Regions from separate parts of the Pan troglodytes genome. Here region 1 is linked to region 2. Evidence: chromatin contacts called from public Hi-C data. All regions are on one chromosome and are shown on one strand. The core of a region is the stretch at or near the end of the contact, and the rest is flanking DNA. Distances in the headings are between cores, read along the strand shown.

Region 1 (4,724 bases), core at 1,508-4,007, 1.1 Mb after region 2:
GAATAGCTTACAAAAGTGATTAATTTTGACTACGGAGGGAAAAAAGCAAAGGAGTTTTTATAAGGGAGGTGACATTTGAGGTAGCTCTGAAAGGATGAGTCTATGATTTCATGAGGTGGGGAAATGGAGAAGGAATCCTTGAGATCAGGGAAACAGCATAAGCGGAGGAAGATTGACGGTATGTTCGGGGAAGTCCGGCGTGGTTAGAGATGGGGTGCAGGGACAAGGAGGGAGTGGTTGCAGAAGAGACTGTGGCCAGTCTGCAAAGAGTGATGGCAATCTGGTGGAGAAGTCTACTTTTATTTTGTCAACAATGGGGTGTCATCAACAGTTGGGGAAGCTGTGTTATAATTGTACAGATTCAAATCTTTTATCTAAGTGCCCTTTGCCTTCAAACTGACACTGGCCTCATGGTGAGTTCAAACATCCTATCCATACAAGGAACTCGTGTAGCTGGAGGTACCACTAGGTGGGTCTGGATCCCCTGATGATTGCCCAATAGTGGAGATGCACACCTAGCTCAGTGCCAGGTGCATAATACATGCTTGTTAGACAACAGCTAATAATCATTCATCCATTCCATAAATAGTTTTTAATGAGATAGGGTCTCACTATGCTGACCAGGCTGGTCTTGAACTCCTGGCCTCAAGCGGTCCTCCCGTCTTGGCCCCACAATGTGCTGGGATTACAGGTGTGAGCCACCACGTCCGCGTCCGGCCATTCCATAAAACTTTAATAAGCATCTATTATATCCAGGCTCACTGTTCCAGACACCATGTAATGAAAATGACAAAATCTTTGCCTTTCATTCTAGCAAAAGGAGGCATAGAATAAACACAGAAACAAATAAAAATGATTTCAGATAGAGTGATGAGGAAAACAGAACACATTAAGTGGGATGGTGAATAACAGGGCATGGGGAAGGATGCTGATAAAGGAAGGTTGTTCTAAGGAGATGACATTTTTGCTGATTCCAGAAGGATGTGAAGGAGCTAGGTAAGCAAAGTTCTGGGGAAGAGACTTCCAAATATAGGGAGCATCATACCTGAGGTGGCAATGAGTTTGGAAGTTCAAGAAACAGAGAAAAGGACATTGTGGCTGGAGGATCATGGTGTGGGGAAAATAGTAGAAAAATCATCAGAGAGGTAAGTAAGGAAAGGCCCGTGCATTTGGGGCCTTGCAAGTTCTCATAAGAAATTTGGATTTTATTCTGACTGCAATTTAAGCCATTGAGAGTAAGTCTAGTCACCAGGAGAGATGTTTGACATGATTTACCCTTAAAATGACAAAAGTAGAAGCAGGAAAATGAGTTAGGAGGTTCCACAATAGTCCAGATGATGAATGGAGGGAACTTGACTAGGTAGAAGCCATGGAGATGGTGAGGAGTGATAGAATTGGGGGTATATTTTCAAGGGAGGATTACAGGGCTTGATGATGGATAGCTCATGGTCATAGAATGTTGCGTTAGTCCGTTCTATGTTGCTATAAAGGAATTCCTGGGATTGGGTAATTTATAAAGAAAATAAGTTTATTGGCCGGGTGCGGTGGCTCATGCCTGTAATCCTAGCACTTTGGGAGGCCAAGGTGGGGGGGGATCACCTGAGGTCGGGAGTTCGAGACCAGCCTGGCCAACATGGTGAAACCCCAGCTTTACTAAAAATATTTAAAAAAATAGCTGGGTGTGGTGTCAGGTGCCTGTAATCCCAGCTACTCGGGAGGCTGAGGCAGGAGAATCACTTGAACCCAGGAGGCAGAGGTTGCAGCGAGCTGAGATCGTGCCATTGCACTCCAGCCTGGGCAACGAGAGCAAAACTCCATCTCAAAAAAAGAAAAGAAAAGAAAAGAAGTTTATTTGACTCACCGTTCTGCAGACTGTACAAGAAGTGTGGTGCCGGCATCTGCTTCTGGTGAGGGCCCCAGAAGTCTTGTAATCATAGCAAAAGGCAAAGAGGGAGCAGGTGTATCACATAGCAAGAGTGGGAGCGAGAGAGAAAGGGAGGAGGTGGCAGGCTCTTTCAGACCAGATCTTGAGTGAACTCAGAGTGAGAACTCACTCTTACCACAAGGACAGCACCAAGACATTCATGAGGGCTCTTCCTCATCACCCAAACACCTCCCAGGAGGCCCACCTTCAACAATGGAGGTCACATTTCAACATGAGATTTGGAGGGAACAAGGCATCCAAACCATATCAGCCGTTCAGAGGATTGAGGCTGCATATGTGGCAAATGGTGTCACGCACTAGAGGGGAAGGTTGGAAAAGGGCATGTTTGGTGGGAGAGGGGTAAGATCAAGAGTTCTATTTTGAATGTTTAAATGTCAAGGTACCTATTAGCCTTCTAATGGAGACTGCTATTATGTGCAGCCAGGATTAAGAATTATCTTATTGTGTCTATTAAAGTATAATCAGTCTGAACTGAGTGGGGCATGGAAAGCTAAATCATTCCTGAATCTCGAGCAGTCATTATCCCAAGGCCTATGAGATGTTCCCAGTATAATAAACAAAACCCTCTGGGATGCTGGCCCTGTCTGCACATTCCTGCCCTCTCACTCACAGCTTTCCTCTCATCCCTCCTTCAAAGCATCTGAGCTGGATGGCTACCCAGAAAGCCTCCCACTGCTGCAGAATTGGAAATGTGGGTCCTCCACCTAACAGCTGGGTTGGATCCTGGGTCAGCAGCAGATTAAGGCTACACTGCAGGGGCCTGACCCAGGAGTGTATTTAGGAGCTTCTCAAGTCAGGCAGCAGGAAGTGAGTCATCACTCACCATCAGAGATGTAGGACTCCCTGCAGCTGGACACTGCCACAGCCTGTCAAGCCTCCTAAAGGCAGCTGAGTGCGCTGGAAAGCAGAATGGAAAATTACACTCACGGCCACCCCTTTTAAAGAAAGTTTATGAAACTGACCAGTATATGTTGTGGAAAAGTCTGGGCTCACAGAAGAGGAAAAACATAAACCTGGAAGCTGAAAGCAAGGAAAATTGATTAAAGAAGAACATAAAAACTGCCACACCCTTAGCTATTCCACTAAGACTACCCTGGTTTACTAATTCAGCTCTCCTCTTTTTTTTTTTTTTTTTTTGAGATGGAGTCTTGTTCTGTTGCCCAGGCTGGAGTGCAGTGGCACAATCTTGGCTCACTGCAACCTCCGCCTCCCGGATACAAGCAATTTTCCTGCCTCAGCCTCCCGAGTAGCTGGGACTACAGGCGCGTGCCACCATGCCCGGCTAATTTTTTGTATTTTTAGTCGAGACCGGGTTTTGCGGTGTTAGCCAGGATGGTCTCCATCTCTGGACCTCATGATCCGCTCGCCTCGGCCTCCCAAACTGCTGGGATTACAGGCGTGAGCCACCGAGTCTGGCCAGCTCCCCTCTTTCTAAGACCCTCTTCTCTCCTGCTTTTCCCTTCCTTCCTGCTCTCTTGTATCAATTTGATTTCTCAGGGAGAGCCTTGGTTTATGGACTCAATTAGTTTTCAAGTGTTTGCTGATGAGCCAATCGCATCCTCCCTTCTTATGTCAGATTCTCTGCATCTCAGTGGCAGGAGAGATGAGCACAGCTGCTCAGATGCCCCTCCAGGAGCAGCCTCTGTGCACCCTGTTGGCTTTGGAGGGGCTAATAAACAGCATCCCTATTCCCCACTGGAGTTCTGAAACAGTTCAGAGGTAGACATGGGAACCTGGAGGTTGAAGGTGGAGAGAGCACCCTCAATACAGATGAAAAGCTCTATCGGAGGCCATGGCTTAGTTGTTACTCACCAGTGACAGCTGCAGTTGGAAAATGACAGGCTCCTCCTTGGAGACCAACCCTGTCAGGCTTTCCTCATAACAGAGGACAAAAGAAAACTCGTCTTTACTAAAGGCAGGTAAAGCTAAGCTCCTTCTCCCAGACTCATCAATCAGGTCAAACACTCCTCGTCTGGAGAAGAGTGACACACGACATGGGAGCAGAGGGAGAGCAGAGTGTTCCTCTAGAAAGGATCCTCCACACAGAAGGAACCACGGAGAGTGGAACCAGATCATAAATATTTTAGGCTTTGCAAGCCAAAATCCCAAAATCAAGGCCATGACTTATGTAGTACTCATAAGAAAGGACATAAACTTCTACAATTTTTAATTGGTATGTTTTTAAAATACGATAATAGTAACAATTTGGTATAATTTTGTACTACAGGTCTACTCATAAGAATAAATTTTCAACTTTTGATACAAATGTGTATGGTACACGTGCAATTTTGTTACATGTATAGACTGCTTAGTGGTCAAGTCAGGACTGTTAGGGTACCCATCACTCAATTAATGTAGATTACAATGCTTGCTGACACCTCGTCTACCTTTGCTCCCTTCTAATGTTTCTCTACACTCAACAAGATGAATATATTTGAAATACTTACCTGCCTAAAATACTTCAAAGGATTCCCACTATCCTTAGGTCTGAGACTGACATCCTTAAAAGACCCTTTATTGCCTTTCGAAAATCATTTTGTTTTGTTTTATTTTATTTTATTTATTTATTTATTTATTTATTTTTTTTGAGATGGAGTCTTACTCTGTCACCCAGGCTGGAGTGCAGCGGCACAATCTCAGCTCACTGCAACCTCCACCTCCCAGGTTCAAGTGATTCTCCTGACTCAGCCTCCCAAGTGGCTGGGACTACAGGTACACACCACCATGCCGGGATAATTTTTGTATTTTTGGTAGAGATGGGGTTTTGCCATGTTGGCCA
Region 2 (4,580 bases), core at 1,972-4,471:
TTTTCATTCTTGGTCTTCCCAAAGCTTCTCCCCACATTTCGTTTGTGTCTGTTTCCACCATTCATAGAAACCTTGGAACCACTCTCACAGCAATGCTAGGATGTTTCATGGACCTGTTAAGCATTTTGATGATACAAGACATCCTATCAATGCCAGTCTTATTTTCGCTAGGACTCTGCTTCCACAGTAAGCTCCTAAGGTGCTCACCCAACCCAGGAGAAAACAAAATTCATTACCAAATGCAACAGGTTCAGCCTTCTTGGTCTTCCCTCAGAAGCCACCGTTTAGCACCCTGGAATGATGCCTCTTTATGCCAAGGCCCACCCTTTGGAAATGGGAGGGTTTTGGGTAGAATCCTGCACTTACAGAGGCCCTTGGGGTCATTGAGAAGTGGAGGAGGTTGGACACAGAAGGGGAGGCTAAACACAAGGTGGGGAAGAAAAAATGTAACCATTGGCAGCCAGACTGAAGCTAGCCCTTTAAATACGGGGTTGGGGGGTTAACATCCACTCTTTGGAATGTGCTCAGTGACTGCTGCAGAGTTCCTGGGCCCACCCTAATGTTTACCAGGTGGGCGTTGTTTATATGGTTCTTATTGTTATGACAACTAGAAATCCCACAGTAGACCAGATAGTGCTCCCTACCATTTCCCATTTATAGGATTGAAATCAAGATGTAAGGAGAGCTGGCCGGGCGCAGGGCTCACGCCTGTAATCCCAGCACTTTGGGAGGCTGAGGTGGGTGGATCGCCTGAGGTCAGGAGTTTGAGACCAGCCTGACCAATATGGTGAAACCCTGTCTCTGCTGAAAATACTTAAATTAGCCGGGCATGGTGGCAGGCACCCGTAGTCCCAGCTACTCGGGAGTCAGAGACAGAAGAAATGCTTGAACCCAGGAGGTGGAGGTTCCAGTGAGCCGAGATCACGCCACCGCACTCTCCAACCTGGGCGACAGAGCGAGACTATCTTAAAAAAAAAATTAAAAAAAAACTGTAAGGAGAGCTAAGACGTCTGTCTGTCAGTGTTCCATTACATAATACACCTCTTTCCTTCACATATGTGTGCACATTCTCAGGATTATATTAGAGATTTGATTCTTTGCAAGGGTCAGTATCAGTAATGGCTGAGACTGGTGGGCTGCAGTCATGTTGCTATGCCATAAGAGGTTTTTACAACATTTCCCCTTTTTATCACACTTTATTCTAACCTGATGATGGGCCTATCTCAGGTGAAGATTGCAATAGTTTCCTTAATTTAACTTTGGTATTTGATGCATTAAATAAATATGGCTTTTTAATTTTGCTATCTTCTGTGAATTTAAAGGAATTATTTCATTGATGTCTACCAAAGAAGAGAAAAAAACAGTTGGATGTGAAATTTTTTTAGTTTGTAGGAATGCTACATTGTAAAAATCTTCCTTTTCTTCCATGTTCACTAAAAAATGCCTTTAGTCCATTTCAGAAAGTTCATCTGTGACTTGGTCTACTCTGATATTCCCTTTCTTGCAGCTTGTTAGGTGGAATTTTGAAGTTGCTTGTCCTGCAAAGAGATATTTGTTGTCACAGTCTAACAGTGTTCAAGGGTTTGCAACATGTCCAAGTACCTCCAAGGCCTCACAGGGCTAAGCTGAATTTATCCCTCATGATACTCTGATACTCATAATACTCTGGTTGAAGCCTGGTCTCTACCTCCATATTCAGTACACCCGGCTGGGGAGGCAGGTGACAGCAAGCTTCCTGCCTGCATTTCTAGCAAAAGGGACTCCTAAGCCCCAGCATTGTTGTCCTCTTGGAGCAGAGAGGAGAAGGGTGTTGGCAGATCTCATGGTCCCTTCCCCTCTCGTAACCCCAGTGAGGACAGTAACATCATTCAGAACATAGAATTTACCCAAGGGTTTTGCTTTCACAGCTGATGCAACCAACCACCCAGCCTCTTTAAGTGATCTGGGCTCACGCTTGTACTTGTGCCCCGGAGTTAATTGCTGGTTTTTCTTTGTTACTGGAATGCTCAAGACATCACCCTGGCCAGGGTCTGCAAACTGTGGGCACCGACAGTGCCCTGCGGGGGCAGGAAGATTTGCTCAGAGCTGTGACCTCCTGCCCCTCGGAGCAGTCATCCCGGGGCGTCAGAGCCTGGTGTTCCAGTGTAGGGTGTGGCCCCTTCCTGGATGCTAAGTAAAGGAGACTCTTGTGGTTTTACAAACCACAGGAAATGAAGTTTGTCTGCCTTTAAAAGAAAATTGGTTTTCTAACATTTGAGACTAAAAAAACCAAAATACTTCATTTTCGTGTCTGAAGTATACACACAATAGCTTTCATTACAGAGTCAAATTGCAGGCAAGGTTTATGTAACAATCCATACTGGAAATCCGGGCTGTAAGCCTGACTGTTCCCACCCGCCTGACAAAGGGCTGTTTGGGCTCATTCTCATCTCTCCAACTGCATACGTCATGGACTGATTAGGTATTTTATGAGTGCAGCGTGGGAAAGGCTTAAGAAAGATCTTCAGCTTTCAAAATGTTAGGGATCCTCCACCTCTCTTAGAGTGGATGAAATCCAGACCAGGAGCAGGGGAATAAGAGTTCACTAGGGCCACTGCTAACATGACTTCCAGACAGTGGCATTCAGAGGATTGGAGCCTTCAAAACACCCCCGTGTGGGGCTCTCCGCACCCCTTCCCTCCTGTCCCTGAATCCTCCCAGCAGCCACAGTAACACAAGCTTGCACATAGAGCACACGGCCAGGAAGTGCCGGGGGGCCGCCGGAGCAACACAGCCTGAGACTCTGTGCCAGGCTCCTCCCCTGGATTCTTGTGCACATGTCTTACTCCTATCAGCAGACCACAGCCCCATAGATCCTCACTGGCCTCAGAGCTGGCAAATGGATGGCAAGGAGCTGGTTCCCTGGTGACCGCCACACCTTTGCTCCTCCTCCTCCTCCTTGGAAGGAGACTCTGATCTCAGGTGCTTGCTTGATTAGAGATGGCCACACCTCCAAGCCACTCTTCAGGTGGCTCCAGGGGTGGTTGGCTGGTTGCGTGCTCTGTGGACAGAATAACTGGTGTTGGCCTTCATTGTCTTTTGTGTCCTGTGAGTAGGCAGACTCCGGCCTCGACATCCCTGTGTTTCTGTGGCCTGAAATCAATCGAGATGCCAGCTCTTGAACAGGGTCCCTATACTCCACGTGGATTCTTTTCCCAATGTTTTGACGCATTCTGCAAACTGTTGGAAGGCAATTTCTCTCCCCTGTAGCAGCTCCCTCTGCCCTCAGGAATGTGATTTACAATCTGATGAGGCCATAAACCTCTACTTTTCACGTCTGAAAAACAGCAAAGTATGGGAAAGAATGTAAATTATAAATACTGAATTCCTATGGTCAGCAATAATGGAATGTCCTGGGTGGGTTATTTTTTTAATATGGTATGCATATGGCTTTAATTTCGAAGGGGTTGGGTCCTCCCCCACCACTGTATTTCTTGGGAGAACAGATAACAGCAAAATGTCCTGCTGTGATACGGTGTTTTTCCAAAATGAAAAAATAGCATTTTTCTGATGACTCACTGGCCAAATACTTTGAAAGGCCACTGTTCATGGAGGGGGATGGGATGGTAGGTGACAGTGACATTTCCATACTCACCACCCTGGTGATCTGGTGTCTGTCCACCCCAAAATAACCCCCAATGTTCTCACTTAGCAACCTCCCGCCACCCCACTTTAACTTTCTAGGAGGAGGTTTTCCTATGAGATTTTTGAAATTCTCTTCCCATCTCTCTTATCAGTTGAGGTTCTGCTCCCTAACTGGGAACAGACTTCTGATTGCCACCATGAGCAGGAAAGACAGCCACAAAGCCGAGAGGCTGTGCAGGTTTGAGTTTTCATTCCAGCGGTGGGTCAGCGCCTGGCTTAGATTTCACACGCTGGGCAGCAGCAGCCCTGCGCTTTGCTGAGGTGGGAAAGAGCCACCAATCACGGGGTGAATTCCTGCTGCTGTTCTCAGACCACAGAAGCCGATGTGTGGTATTGCTGTGCTGGTGTTCAGCATTTTTCCCCTTAAACCCTTGCTCATCCCAGTTCAAAATGATGGGTGAAAGCTGAAAAAACACCCAGGGCCCAAAGTTCCCAAACTCCTGTTTCAACAGCCCACGCCTGCCGGAGCATCTATGACAAAGTGAACGGAGCTGTATTTTTCTTGGTGTGGTCAGTTAAGTATGCTGACGGTGGAGGAGTGTGCATGAGAATAGGATGCCTGAAATCGCAAACATATCCACCCACAGAAACACATAATCTCACAAACACCTATTCACTCAACACTCACCCTTTGTGTCTTCCTGCCGCTTTCTCTGGACCACATTTGAGTCACAAAATCCCAGGCTCAGCTTGAGTGCAATCACAAATGTATCCACCTACAGAAACGCATAATCTCACAGATACCTATTCACTCACATACTCACCCTTTTTGTCTTCCCGTCGCTTTCTCTGGACTGCATTTGAGTCACAAAATGCCAGGCTCAGCTTGAGTGCAAGGCTAGCCAGACCACACATAGGGCATGAAGGAGAGGCCGTTATGGTTCTCGGTAACATCC

The links. Hi-C and Micro-C count contacts between places; a contact is called where the count stands out from the background.
Region 1: a Hi-C map of stem cell-derived neural progenitor cells shows a contact between it and region 2, with 2.5 times the contacts expected there. The contact joins two enhancer-like sites. A contact is called at or near these places in 1 of 7 Hi-C or Micro-C datasets (stem cell-derived neural progenitor cells) and 1 of 1 other capture datasets (stem cell-derived neural stem cells).

What each region holds. Positions count from the first base shown.
Region 1 is chr7:107,670,199-107,674,922 of NHGRI_mPanTro3-v2.0_pri, forward strand. The region is part of intron 1 of LOC134810683 (a long non-coding RNA gene); the gene reads right to left. Among named protein-coding and RNA genes, the nearest start is that of TSPYL5, 150 kb to the left of the region's middle. Within about 2 kb of position 2,758, at least 8 of the 24 cell types and tissues checked have an H3K27ac peak or open chromatin away from gene starts, as enhancers often do. A contact at or near this core is called in stem cell-derived neural progenitor cells and stem cell-derived neural stem cells, where this site is marked.
Region 2 is chr7:106,555,455-106,560,034 of NHGRI_mPanTro3-v2.0_pri, forward strand. No RefSeq gene overlaps it. Among named protein-coding and RNA genes, the nearest start is that of MTERF3, 77 kb to the left of the region's middle. Within about 2 kb of position 3,222, at least 7 of the 24 cell types and tissues checked have an H3K27ac peak or open chromatin away from gene starts, as enhancers often do. A contact at or near this core is called in stem cell-derived neural progenitor cells and stem cell-derived neural stem cells, where this site is marked.